Linked DNA regions of Macaca mulatta: region 2 is linked to region 1. A link is a contact called in public Hi-C data. All regions are on one chromosome and are shown on one strand. The core of a region is the stretch at or near the end of the contact, and the rest is flanking DNA. Distances in the headings are between cores, read along the strand shown.

What was found. A called contact is a pair of places that touch in the nucleus more often than the background predicts.
Region 2: a Hi-C map of fetal cortical plate shows a contact between it and region 1, with 2.6 times the contacts expected there. The contact joins the enhancer-like site here to the promoter of TRERF1 in region 1. A contact is called at or near these places in 3 of 14 Hi-C or Micro-C datasets (fetal cortex germinal zone, fetal cortical plate and liver).

The regions. Positions count from the first base shown.
Region 1 is chr4:139,692,504-139,695,203 of T2T-MMU8v2.0, reverse strand. It overlaps TRERF1 (transcriptional regulating factor 1), which reads right to left and starts at 1,410. Exons shown (of 17, transcript XM_077999962.1): 1 at 1,030-1,410; 2 at 101-185.
Region 2 is chr4:139,870,117-139,872,816 of T2T-MMU8v2.0, reverse strand. The region is part of intron 4 of TRERF1 (transcriptional regulating factor 1); the gene reads right to left. Among named protein-coding and RNA genes, the nearest start is that of MRPS10, 58 kb to the left of the region's middle. Within about 2 kb of position 1,341, at least 5 of the 40 cell types and tissues checked have an H3K27ac peak or open chromatin away from gene starts, as enhancers often do. A contact at or near this core is called in fetal cortical plate, where this site is marked.

The DNA of each region.
Region 1 (2,700 bases), core at 161-2,660:
TCCCCACTCTTCCCTCCCCACTCCGCCCCACCCCCGTCTTCTAGAGGAGCATCCCCAAACTAATTTTTTAAAAATGAAACTTAATAAGCTTCTTGCCTACCTTGGCTGTTTCTGCAACAAGTGCATGGGCAATCCGACGAGAAGACCAGTCTCCGCTTGGGGGGTGAGATGGGGGGCGAGCAGAGCTGATGGAGTAATTTCAATATTAATTTATGTCAGCCGCCTTCTCTCAGCGCTACTCACTTACAGTACTGCCCTCAGCCTGTAAACAAATATCGCTCCGCCAGGAAACATACTCCCCAGATGCAAGCCCCTCTCCCCAGCAGGGAACCTGGCCCCTCGCCCCGCCGCAAGAGTGTGCTCCCCCACCCGGGGTAGGAAGCTTTGGGTTTCCAAAGCACCAACCCACCACCTCCTCCACCACCCCAGCAAGAAACTTACTCGGTCCGTCTACGCCTCCACCCTCCCTTCAGGAAATCTACTCTCCATATGCATTCAGCCTCCCCGCAGGAAATCTGCTCCCCCCCTCCCCCCTTCTATATACATGCACCCCTCCCTCTCCTCCTCCCCATGCGCCCTCCCCGGCCAGAAACTTACTAGTGAGCAAGCGTGCAGGCTCTCCTGATGCTGGAAACTTACTCCCAGATATAGCGCCCGCCAGCCCCCTTTCCCAGCCCTGTTCCCCTTCCTGCCCTCCGCCGCAAGCAACTCCAAACTCTCCGCATCCAGCCGTTCTCCCTCCCCGGTGGAAATTTGCAGCGCCGGGCTGCGCGCGTGCATCCACCCTCCCCTTCAGGAAACTTACTCCCCATCTGCATGCACCGCCTCTCAGCCATCGCTTAGAGGGAAGGGGGTGTGCTGGGGAGACAGAAATACATATGTATCTCTCGCCCCTCCCCCGGCCGCAGCCCACTCGGGGCCGAGCCGCGGTAACCTGGCCTTACCTTTGCATTGCTCCCCATCCTCGCCCCCTCCCTTAACCCTCCTTATCCGCTCCCCGGTACCCCCCTTTTTTCACCCATTACCCACCCCTAGCAACCGTTCCCAAGCTCCTCTCGGCCTTTTTTTTTTTTTTTTTAAATCCAGGATGCAAATTCCTCCCCTGTCAGCAAATCGACTGTCAAATTATTTTCTTGCAAAAGGAGAAAGGCGGGGTGGGGGGGGGAGCAGGAGCAAAAAGGGGGGAGGGCGGGGGAAGGGAGGGAGAGGGACCGAGGAGGGGAGAGATATCCCTCCGCAGAGCTGGGTCTGGCCGCGGGCGGGGAAGCAGGAAGTAAGGTGTCCAGCGCCGCGGCCGGCTGGTCCTCCGCCGCGGCCCCCGCCCGCGTCCCCTTTCCCCCGGGGCGCAGCGCTCCGGCGGGCGCGGGCAGCCCGGCGCATTGTTCGCAGCCTTCGCGGCGGTGCGCTGCTGACTTTATTTGTGCGCTTTGCGTGTGCGTGAGGTTGCACCTTTTGTAGGCTGGCGAGTCTCTGGACGAGGATGGGACGGGGGACACGGGCCCAGTTGCGGCCCTGCGCGAGCGGGACCTGTCAGCCCCGAGGTGCAGCGGACTCTCCGGCGTGGCCGGAAAATCGAGGCCGGGGAGAAGGCAGCGTGGCCGGGAAGCTGCCGCCTTAAACCCAGACCAGTGCAGGATTGCTTCCTGCGTAGCCGTCCCGGTTATTGTAACGCGCTTTGCAAGCAAACGACTGGGGTTTGGGAGGGGGTTTGTTTATTTTTCTAAGGGTCTGCAAAGATGCCGAGGTCGAGGCGGGCTGCGAGGAGACGGTCCGCGCCCACCCCCACTGCACCCTGGCCTCGGTGGGGCTGGGAGAGGGCTGGGGCTCCGGAGAAGGGGCTGGAGGTTCGCGAAGCGCGCGTCTCCATCCCTCCGCCCCGATGGGGGCGGGGAAGGGGTGCAGTAGACCGCGCTGGAAGAGCAGCTCTCTGGGGAGGGGTCTCCATCGCCGCGGCGGGCGCAGCAGGCCAGGGAGGGAGGTTGCCTAGGAGAGGGGCCGGGCGGCGGAGGGGAGGGGAGGAGAGGGGGCGCGGGTGCAGCCGCCGCGCGCGCTCGCCCCTCCTCGCGCGCCATGACTGTGGAACGTGGTGCCGGGGAGGAGGGAAGGCCGCCGGGGGCCGCCCGGGGCTGCTCGGCATTGGTGCGGAAACCCGAGCCCGGAGTCGCTCCGTCGCTCTTGCCTCCTCCTCCTCTGCGGGGGAAACCGCTGCACCCAAACCGGGAGCAGCTGCGAGGAGGGGGCAGGGCGCGGGCTGAAAGGCGAGCCAAAGGTTCAAACCTTGGCGGTGCGGGCCGGGGGTGGAGGGCAACAGCAGGACTGCCCCCAGGTCCCGCGAAGGCGTGGCAGTGGTCGGCCCAGGTGCCAGGGAACCTGGCCTGATATCCCTGCATTTCCAAGCTTCTTTCCTGGTCAGTGGAAACGTGAGCCAAAGGTAGTTCAGCTAAACAGACCACCTCGAGCCGGGTTCGAGGCATCTGTCTCGAGGGCAAGACAGTATTTTTTGCACTACAGAAAGTTACACCATCCATTTTTTTTTTCCATGGGGGAAATCGTTGCGCCCCTTCCCCCAAAATCTCGCGCAAGAAGAATGACCTCCCGCAACCCAGACCTTCGCCAGTGTCCCCCACCCCACCCCCACCCGGGCGCTGGGTGTGGATTGGGCGGAGGGAGGCTATATGGGAGCTTAAAGCATGAGGTCAT
Region 2 (2,700 bases), core at 92-2,591, 180 kb before region 1:
TCTTAGGCCCCATCCAGACCCCCTAAATCAGAAACAGACTGGGGCTCAGCAGTCTGTGTTTTAATGAGCCCTCTTGGTGAGTCCGATGCACACTCAAGTTGAAGACCACTGCCCCAGAGATGATCTGGTCTCTCCATGTTACAGAGGAAGAAACAGAGGCCCAGAGATGTAATTTCTGGGCCCAGAGCAGTGCCTTGCTGATGGTAGGCAATCAAGCCTCATTTGTTCAATGAAAGAAGGGGAAAATGGCTGGGCTCAAGCCTGTAATCCTAGCACTTTGGGAGGCCAAGGCGAGCGGATTACTTGAGGCCAGGAGTTCGAGAACAGCCTGGCAAACATGGCAAAACCCTGTCTCTACTAAAAAAAAGAACACAAAAATTAGCCAGGCGTGGTGGTGCATGCCTATAGTCCCAGCTACTTGGGAGGCTAAGGCACAAGAATCGCTTGAACCCTGGAGGTGAAGGTTGCAGTAAGCTGAGATCAAGCCATTGTACAACAGAGACTCTGTCTCAAAATAAATAAATAAATAAATAAAAATAAAAATAAATAAATAAATAAATAAATAAAATTAAAAAAAAGAGAGAAAATGATTTTTCCTAAAACACCGTAGGGAGATAATGGCAAAACCATGTGCTTTTTATTTTACATTAAATGTAATATTTTTTGAATAGGTACTAGGTTCACATGGTTCAAAATTCAAAAGGTTAAAATGGATATGCAAAACAGCAAAAATTATCCCAAACAAATGCTTGTAAATAAAGTGAAAATCATGCAAATTGTAAAAATAAAAGCATATGTGAAAAGTCTCCCTCCACCCCCATCCCTAGCCACCCAGCACCCCTTCTGGGACAGTGAATTAGGTTCTTATATATCCTCCCAGAGACACTTTATGCTCATAGAAGAATACTGGTGCACAGCCCCTCTTATACAGATGGTAGCGTGCTAGGCCGTGGTTTAGCATCTTGCCAAAAGGCTATTTTAAACATATCATTTAAAACCTGGAAACTGTTGTTCTTGGTGGATTAGTCAATCTCCCAGAATTCTTATAATACCAACTCAGGATTCAAGTCTCTATTATTTTTCTAACAAGGTAACCGTTTTGCTCATTATGTGTAACAATTCCTACTGGGTAATTTGTACCAGGAGCTTTTTCATTCATGAACTAATTAACAGAACTGCTACTTTCCCATTTCTTCAGTCAGTTTCTTCCTTAGAGCAGGACTCCAGGGTGGGCTCAACAAAGAAATGCCCACTCAGAACTTAAGGTGCCACTCTACACTCCCACAGAGCCTGTGTCCGCCTTTCCTCTGCACTGACCATGTCACAGTCAGGCGACCCACTTCCATGCCTATCTCCCGACTGGCTGCCCAGTCACTGTGACGCAGGGACAGCAGCCTGCCCATGTGGTGTCCTCAGGGACTGGGACATAGCAGATGCTCAACAAACGCTCACTGAACTGCAACACTGTGCCAGGCAAAGGAGACCTAGAGTGGCTTGTTCCCCTCTGCAGGTCCCATGCCTCTGACATGGACTGAGAGACAGAATTTACTAGTTTCTGTTGAGGGCATAGTGCCCTAAAGCACCAAATTTATGGAGTGCTGTAGAAAATAACAAGACTCTACAGAGACCTCCCAGCACACTTTTTCTATACAGGGCCAACTAGTAAATATTTTCAGCTTTGGGGCCCATGCAGATGGTTTCTGTCACAACGCTGCCACGGTAGCGTGAAAGCGGCCACAGACCATATATAAACGAATGGGCGTGGCTGTGTTCCAATACAACTTTATTTATGGACACTGAAACTTGAATTTTATATAATTTTCACATGCCAAATGCTGTTCTTCTTTTGATTTTTCTTCAACCAATTAAAAATGTAAAAATCCTTCTTCACTCACAGGCAGTAGAAGAATAGGTGTGGGCTGGATCTGGCCTGACCCATGGTTTGCTTGACCCCTGTTCTAGAGCATCAAAGTCTCTCCACACCCCACCCCCTGCCCTGGGGCACCAGGAGACAAGGCCGCAGTCTGCAAGGAGGATATCTGTCCTAAGGGCCACCCTTTGAACCAGAGAGACAGACAGAGAGATACATCAGGAGAGGAAGTTGACTTTGGCCAAGGTCTCCGCAGAACTTGTTTGCTTACAATTCAGAAGGGGTAACACCCTGCTCCGGCCAGACCACCATTGCTTGTTTGAGGAAGAAAAACCAAAAAGATTTTCCTTTTTCTGACCCTGGGCCGTCAGTTACAGACTGTATACACAATTCTCCAAATGCTTTGGCTTGTGTTTTAGTCCAGCCTTCCTCTGGGCTCTGTCAAGGAAGCTTCACTTGACTCCCCTGGGGGCTCCTCTTACTCCAGCTCACTCCCAGCTCCCCCAAGCAGGCAGGAGCCAAGGGCGGCTCTCCAGGACGTGGGCCGCAGTTTGCCGTCTTCTTTTTAGCACCGTTGTTGTTCTAAATGCTTTCTGATTAGTCTTCTAAATAATTCCAGTGGGTATTTTATAATCCAGTTACCCGATTATCGTGGACATGTGCTGCCAATGACGGCGGTTAGCACCTAAATCTTCCTCTGCGCAGTGAATGGTTCGCTCTTACTCCCTCACAGCCCTGGCTTTCCTGCTGACTCTGGGCTGTGGGAGGATTTTCAAGGCTCCCTTTGGGCAGCAAGAAACATTCATTTCTCCACCCTCAGGTCTCACCCT